2 separate regions of the Mus musculus genome follow, and region 2 is linked to region 1. The links are chromatin contacts, called in public promoter capture Hi-C maps. All regions are on one chromosome and are shown on one strand. The core of a region is the stretch at or near the end of the contact, and the rest is flanking DNA. Distances in the headings are between cores, read along the strand shown.

Region 1 (3,935 bases), core at 809-3,308:
AGCAGTGTGAAAAGGAGCCAGCATTCTATTCACATGCAAACAATCCAGAGTTTATAGAATTCTCATCCTAGTGAGGACACTGACAGGTGAGAGAGGCTCTAACAGATAAAGTATCTGAGGTTACACAAAAGCTGAATCTTGAAAGGCAAGCTAGAGTTCAACGGTACAAGGGGAGTGTAACACATCTGGGACAGGGGAAAGCATCAACAAAGCAGAATTACAGCCACTTCACCTAGAGTGTAAATGACCATCCTGGCACGAAAACACACATCTCTTTAGCATTTTAATTACTGGAAAAAAGACTTCTTCAAACTATAATCTGGAAAGTCACATTCTCTTTTAGATAATGGTATAAGACTTTTGTTAGGATAATCTGACTTCTAGAAGACAGATCAATGTTAAAGTTGTACCAGAACTGAGTTTATGAGCTGGCCCAAGAGGACTAACAACAGTGGTAGGTAGGTGTGTCTGGGTGGAAAAAACACAAAATAAGGCTGGCTATCCTGTGAAACTCCCTGGGCAGCCAGCTCATCAGTCTATTCTCAGATCACATTATTATTACTGTTGTTGTCGTTGTTGGTTGTTGTTCCTGTTGTTTGTGTGTTGAGACAATTCCTTGGTATGTAGTTCAAGGTGGGCTCAGGTTCCTGACTGCTGGGACTATGGCCACATTAGTTCTTAACTAGTTGTAGTCAAATATAAAATCTCAACACATCAAAGACACACTAAAAATTATGTTCTTAAGACAGTCTCTCTCTCTCTCTAGCTCAAGCTTATCCAGCACCTGCCATCCTCCTGCTTGCTCTGTCTGCACCTGGCTCCCCCCTGGCAACTCTAGTTTGGTATATAAGGAGTTCCCAAATACTTAGCAGCTCTCAAACCATTCTAGAGTCCAACCAGGCTGTGGAATGCCCTCTTTACATCTCAAAAAGACCTGTAATCAGAGATTCCCCTACTGGGTTATTTTTTTTGAGACTCTATTTCACAGGATTTACTACTTACTAAACGATACGAAAAAAAAAAAGATAATGAAAACATTAATCACAGTTGCTATATAGACCACTTACTTGAAAATGTTTAAAAATTAATTCAGGATTGAAGTATAACTGAAAAGGTGTGATCAATTCCAACTGCTGAAATGGAAAAAGAGCTTCTTGAAGCCGATCAACCGCAAAACAAAATTTCATCATGAACCACGAAGGATGAGTAGATCTAATCATTTCTGTCCCTTGGAATACATTTCTGTCTTGCTTGTGACAGCTGGTAAGAGATTCTTTAGAATTTGCACAACCGTTTTGTATAAACACACAATGTCAGTTTGATGTTGCAATATTTGAGGATGCTATAAGGCAGGCGGGTGAGCATATTTTAGAGACAAGCCAACAGCATCTTTTACAAATCTGTGCGTCACGTGGTCACCACCTCAGCTAGGTGAGACAACTCGGAATAAGGGGTTTAACTAAGACCCTGCTACCATTAGGGATAGGTACAAGCGGCCAGACACTTATATCCATAGGCCGTCTTTTGAAAGATGTTTCCAGATAGCTCGAGATTTCTATACTCAATATAATAGTCTGTGAACCTAGCGGACCTCACTCCCACTAGTCACCTGGACCTCTCAGACACATTTTTGGGTGGGCGGCTCCCGCACTTCTGATTCACTACAGGTCTGGATTTCATTTGTCTGAAACTGACCTGGCCCTTCACGAAGGGGCACACCCTTCTCAGGTCACTGGCTTGGCACCCTTGGGAATATCCCAAACCCTAGAGTCAGCTCCGGATGTCTCCACCCACCCCTGGGACCAGACCCACTGGGCTTCTCCGCGGCCCAAACCCGTTTTCTGAAGACGCAGTCATAGCTAGCCTGGAAAAAGAGGATGTGGCGCCACAGCTGCTCACCACGGCCGCGGTGGTGAGGACGCAGGCGGTAGTATAGGCGCGGCTGACCGGCGGGATCTGCAGGTACTCCAGCCGGAGGCTCTGGTACGCCATCTTTCCCACCGCGCCTGCCCCCCTTCCCCTTCCGCCAGTATGCCAGGCGGCGGGGCGGACTCAAAGCTGGCCTTCAGCCTACCCACTCCTGTCCAATCAGCGCTGCGTACTCGGACAGCCACCAATCGCTGGCGCCTTGGGGCCGCTCACCCACCAATCAAGAGTTGCGCCTCTGCGTCGGTCCATCCTTACTTCTCCGCCTACCAACGCAGAGAGAAGGACCAGTTCCGTCCGCCAATCCCTGCCGGCCACAGCTAGCTTTCCCTCCTTGTCGCCTTCCTTTTACCAATCGCAGTGGCTCCTTTTGACCCACGGCTAGCCAATCAGGAGTGCGATCCAGCCCGCCTTGGCGTTCGTTCGCAGAGGCAGGTCTCAGTCGATTCGGAGGAGCCGGTGTTACCGCCTTCTTCCAGCCGCTGAGTGTAGCTTGAAGGAAGTGGCGGGAAGCCGGTGTGGGGCGGAATCCATCACTCCCGGGATCGCTTCGGTAGGGGCTGTGTGCTCTCCGAGGAGGAGCGGAAAGGGCGGGACCGAGGAGTGGCGTCGGGGCGGCGGAGCGTTCTGTAGGGAATCCCTCCGGTCTGGCCGGCCTGGGTACGGAGACCTAGAGTTCCCGGCATGCATCGCGGCCGCGGGGTAGTACGGGAGCTGGAGCTGAAGGAAGCGCTTCCCGTTCTGCGGTTTCTGGGCCTTGTCTGTGGCGGTCGTAGGCTCTGAAGTCCATTACATTCGTCGAGACGGTGTGAGGACCTCTCATGTTTATCTTCAGCCGCAGGAACTCTAATCTAGCAGAGAAGAGACGGTAGATGAAGGGAAAGCGGAGGCGGTTCTTCAGGGATGTGTATTCGAACTGGCTCTGGAATCTGCGCCTACTGCATGCTTACTTGAAGGAAAGAAAATAGAATTAGATTGGGCTGGAGCAAAGACTATCCTGACCGTGGCAGACGTGTTCAGTAAGTTATAAAGAAGCTTTAAAAATTGTGGGACAAAAAAATGCGACCGTCAAGACTGGTAGGAACCAAGTAAAAAGTTGGAGAGAATGGCATTTAGAAGGAAGACTAGAAAGCTGAAAGTAGTTGAACCGACCTGTGGCTCCTAGCCACTCTGAAGGCTGAAGCCAGAGGATTTGTTCCATCCTGAAGTTCTAGGCCAGTGTGGACAACGTAGAATGGGAGCAAACACTGGGGAGTGGTCTTAGCAACTTGTTGGTAAAACTGCATCTTTATAGCTACTGCCTCATTATAGCATTGGCAGTGTCCAACAGAGAAAAGGCAACATTGGAACTTTTCTCAAAACTGGAAGTTTGGATGTAGGTATTTGGTTATGTAATCATGGCGCATCAATCCAGGAATGGTGAAAACTTGGAGGCAAAGTTAGAGTGCAAACTTAAGAGAATTATAGGGTGCAAGTGGTCAGTTGATTGGGTAATTTGTAACAGATGACCAATCTATTCAGATAATGAAAATACAGTCTTTAGGAAAGTCATCTCAATAGAAACAACATATGTGAAGGTGGAAGGTGGAGGTAGTTTCAGTGTCCAAACAGTATGCGAAGCCATATGGTCTTAGTCTTCAAAATACAGTGTGGGTCTGGGAATCTCGTGCTAGAGTGCGTACTGGTATGTACAAAGGCCCTGGGAATACTCTTAGCTCTATAGGGAAGAAAAACAAGTTTATGACTACCAAATTCACAAAAGTTAGAGTATTGGTAGATACAAGAAGTTCTGGTCTACTCCAAGTGAGTGTAAAACAGCTTAGATATTCTGAGAATGTTTTGGCAATCTTTAGTGACATTATACATGCAAATAAAGTAACAAGTCCCCCAGAAGTTAGTATAGAAAAATCTCCATCATCCATCTGTTATGATTAGAAGATCAATTAATACCTCCAAGGCTCCTAGCAGTTAAAGTGAAAATGAAGACCTGTTTTGAGACCCTAGTTTGA
Region 2 (3,935 bases), core at 968-3,467, 1.1 Mb after region 1:
TACCTGCAGAGCAACCAAGTGCTAGGCCGAATCCCTGCCCTCAGTCTAACAGAGACAAGGAGCAAACAGGTGACTGACAGTAGTCTGGCCGGCAGTGAAAGTCAGCCTATGGTGGAAGGGGGCACTAAAGAGCACACAGGCACCTCAACGAGCCTGGGGCAGCTCACGGAGCACAAACACGCTCAAGTGGAACAGGCCATGAGAAAGCTGAAGGGAACTAGAGAATGACTCACGTGTGCTCAGCCTTAGTTCACGCAGCAAACATTCTAGTGCTCTGGCTGCAAGGCTGTATGCAGGAACATTAAGAGAGTCGGAGGATTTAATCTTCATTTCCAAATTCTTATTTCTTGTGGCTCACTTTTGTCTCACTGTGACTGCAAGTCTGGGCTCCGAAGCAGACCCTGGACACGGGGCAGGGATGAGGCTCACCCACCTGAGCTAGTGAGGGTCACCTGGTATAGGAGGCTGGGTCAGACCTGTAAGAACAGGCTACAGCAGGACGTACTCAGCAAAGGCTCTGCTCCAGAGGCAGTGTCTAGGATACTGAGTGGGGACAGGGAGAGGAAGGAGCACATGACACAGTAATCTTCATGGGAGAGTGACTCCATGACCGTGGCCTATCTTATGACATCAGGCTAGATGGCCCAGATTCTCCCTTCCTGCTCTCATCTATCAATGGGGGTGTGGTGGTGTCTCTCACACAGAGTGCACCCCACATTAAGTTATGCAGGGGACATTTTTAGTACAATACTCTAGTATGTGCTCAATAAATGTTAGGTTTTATTAGCATTCCTTTTTCTCTGAGGTGGCAAATAGTCTACTATGTTCATATCAAATACAAAAGTATTCCCTTCCCAGTGGTTCCTGTAAATTCCATTTCACATTACCTGTGGGAAAAAGGAGATGTAAATTACTTCAAATAGACATGTTCACAATTTAAAATACTGAGTTTATTTTTTTTTAATCAGCACAGTAAAAACCGCAAATGACAAATGAGGACTACCAATGACAAGGGATTCTACCGGTTCAAGTGTACATGTTTAACTCTCCAGACTGAAGACCTATGAGTCCCTTGATGTCCTTTCCGAGGTTATGTAGTATTAAACAGGAAGGTACCTTAGAAACCACCCCAGGAGACCATGTCGAGGCGTCTGTGGTAACAGACTCACATTCGTCCTTGGGTGTCTCTCCCTTTGTTCCTTACCCTTCCTTCACCAAGCCTCCCACAAATAGCTGAGGCAAACGGATCCAGGAAAAGTCTTTTCGGGTGACTGCCTATTTGTACGCACATTCCTTTTCTGTTTCTCAATCCCGAGTCCTGAGGACCTTGCCACCGGGACCTAAGAGCCTTCAAAGGCCACGCAGCATCGTTGGTCCTCAGAAGAGCCCAAAGTCCTCAAGTCACCGGCTTGATTCCCTCCTCCAGATGGGATGCTCCATGGTGCAGACGCTTCTGCTCTCTGGGAGTGAGCTGGCATGGGGAAGGCCTGTCTTCAAATTCTTCTATATTCAGAGAAATGCTTTTTATACTAGCATGTGTCCAAACAGCAATAAGTGACTCTGAGAAACTGAGAACGTGAAACACCCTAGAAAGTGAGAGCCACGGAGCAAGGTGTGCTTGGGCCTGTGTGTTCCGTGTGCCCGTGCGCTGGGCTCCCCACTTCCACTGCCACTGAGCAGAGGCTTAGTGGCACCACCACTCTGCATTCCATGTAGCTTGCCGCCCAGGAAGGCGACACCACCAGTGACAATGTGATGAGCACACTTGCCAACAGGAGCCAGGTGCTGGGACCAGACAGTAACGGCACTTGGATTAGCACTGATCCCTCCACCCCCATGGGTTTAACAGAGGCTGGAATCCCTATGTGAAATATCTTTATCCATTACCTTTCAAAACATTTTGATTTCCAACTGAGTCAGAGGAAAATTATACATTCTGAAATGTTGTACCTTTCTAATTGTCTCATGCTCCTCAGGCGCTAGCAAATGTAACCCACCTTTTTATAACTTCTAGAAGCACTGCTAAGACAAGGAGAGGGTGAGCTCCCTGGCATCCTTCAGTGGGCAGCTGAGGACAGAGATTCCCCCACGGGCTGACAGCGGGTGGCGCTGACTCTCCGGCAGTGATCTGAGGGCCCTGCCTGGACAGCTCTCATGCAGCGGCCTCTAGGAACTCTGAGGTGAACACAGCTTCTGCATAGTCTTCACACACATCCTGCAGTTCTGCAGCCACGGCCCCCAGTGCTTCATCTACCAGCTCATCTGAAAAGCTGGAAGACAAAGGACACAGCTGAAGGCGTGGGCAGCCAAACACAGAGCTGTTCAGTATTCATGAAAACCTAGTCAATCAGCTCAGAAACTGTGTGGAGATCAAAAGCCCGTAAGAGCCAAGATGTTTCTGGAAAAGAAAAAGAAGGGAGGGGGCGGGGGAGGCCTGGCTCTCCCAGATATTAAGATGGTAGCACCTAGAGCCCCAAGCCCTGCAGGATCACCAAAACAGGCAGAATGGACCTCACCCTTGAGATGGCTGAAATCAGAGCTGACTGGAAATGAATAAGCTGGCCACAGTCCAGCCCAGCTCAGAGGAGATGCGTGCTTTCTCTGTAGGAAAGGGCAAGGTCCTCCATATCCCAGAAACCTTGACATAAACATATGCATGTATACACAATACACATCCTTTTTTATTTGAACTGTTAGAAACTATGTTGAAAACCTGGAATCCCTCAAGAACTTCAGTGTGTCCTAGAAAAGACACTGTGTAGACAACTGTAGTAACATTACCGTAAACCATTATCTAATCTTACATACAGACTTTATTCAAACCTTGACATCCATCCAAATAAGGCCCTTAAAACTTTTTAGAATCCAGGATCCAATCCAGGCTATTTAGTTGTCATGTCTCTTAAGATTTCTTTCCTTTAAAATACGTTCCTCAGTCTCTCTTTCAGACCAGAACATTTTTTTGGAGAGTAAAGCTTTTTCCCCTCATTGTCCTCATATCCTGGGTTGTTTAGTATTCTCTTATAATCACTGTCAGCTGCATAGTTCTGGAACAGATGCAGAAGGGGGATGCTGTATCCCCTCAGAGCTTGTCCCTTCACTGGTGACTGCTGAGTTTCGCTACTCAGATATGGTTATGTCTGCCAGGCTTCTTCCCTTATAAATTACTATTTTCCACCTATAACTAATACATAAATCATATGGCGATATTTTCAGACTCACTTGGGGTTTTTAGAGCTTCTTCTGTCTTCGTGGCCTTTGTTACTATGGAGATGACAGCTCTGTCGCTCTGGACACTGTTTCAGAATCCTTCTCTTACTCTCCTTTCCCAAGGCAGAACCTCACATGATTGCCTAGTTGCCCAGTTCACTGTTCATCTTTAATTATGCCTTTACACACACCCTCACACACACACATCACCCACACCCCCACACCCCCACACACATCACCCAACACACCCACACACACACACACATCACCCACCCACACACACACACACACACACAAACACACACACACGCTGTTCCACATTCCAAGCTTCCAGGTTTCCCTTCTATTGTGTCCAACTTGCTATTGTGCCTATCTAATACATTCCTCATTTCAGAAACTATGGTTCCCTGCCTCCCCCACCCACTACCCCCATGGATGTATGTTTGGATTCTGGCGAGCTCCCAGGCCTCTGGCAGAATTCTAGGTTGAGTCTCCTATTTCTACCCAGCAGGCAGCTCCTTGAGTCTATAAAGTTTCACTATTTGGAGCTGCTGTGGATGTGCTGTCTGTTGATTGCTTCTCTGTTGCCTGGCTATTTTCACTATAAAATAGACATTGTTTATGAACATTACAGAAGTAAACAAAGCCTCCTATGATATGATTTCCTCCAGAGAAGATATGTTTGTTTACATATGGGGCCTAGGGAACAACAGTGTCTAGAGTCA

The links. Promoter capture Hi-C pulls out the DNA fragments that hold promoters and counts their contacts.
Region 2: a promoter capture Hi-C map of hippocampal neurons shows a contact between it and region 1, with 5 times the contacts expected there. The contact joins the enhancer-like site here to the promoter of Derl2 in region 1. A contact is called at or near these places in 2 of 39 promoter capture datasets (embryonic stem cells and hippocampal neurons) and 3 of 115 datasets of contacts at active chromatin or transcription factors (embryonic forebrain, embryonic midbrain and embryonic stem cells).

The regions. Positions count from the first base shown.
Region 1 is chr11:71,017,245-71,021,179 of GRCm38.p6, forward strand. Derl2 (Der1-like domain family, member 2) reads right to left here and starts at 2,059. Exons shown (of 7, transcript NM_033562.4): 1 at 1,900-2,059; 2 at 1,068-1,133. The coding sequence starts at 1,992. Mis12 (MIS12 kinetochore complex component) reads left to right here and starts at 2,367. Exons shown (of 3, transcript NM_025993.3): 1 at 2,367-2,945.
Region 2 is chr11:72,153,169-72,157,103 of GRCm38.p6, forward strand. 4933427D14Rik (RIKEN cDNA 4933427D14 gene) reads right to left here. Exons shown (of 19, transcript NM_001361564.1): 19 at 761-2,270. The coding sequence ends at 2,153. Among named protein-coding and RNA genes, the nearest start is that of Pitpnm3, 19 kb to the left of the region's middle. Within about 2 kb of position 2,218, at least 47 of the 459 cell types and tissues checked have an H3K27ac peak or open chromatin away from gene starts, as enhancers often do. A contact at or near this core is called in embryonic forebrain and hippocampal neurons, where this site is marked.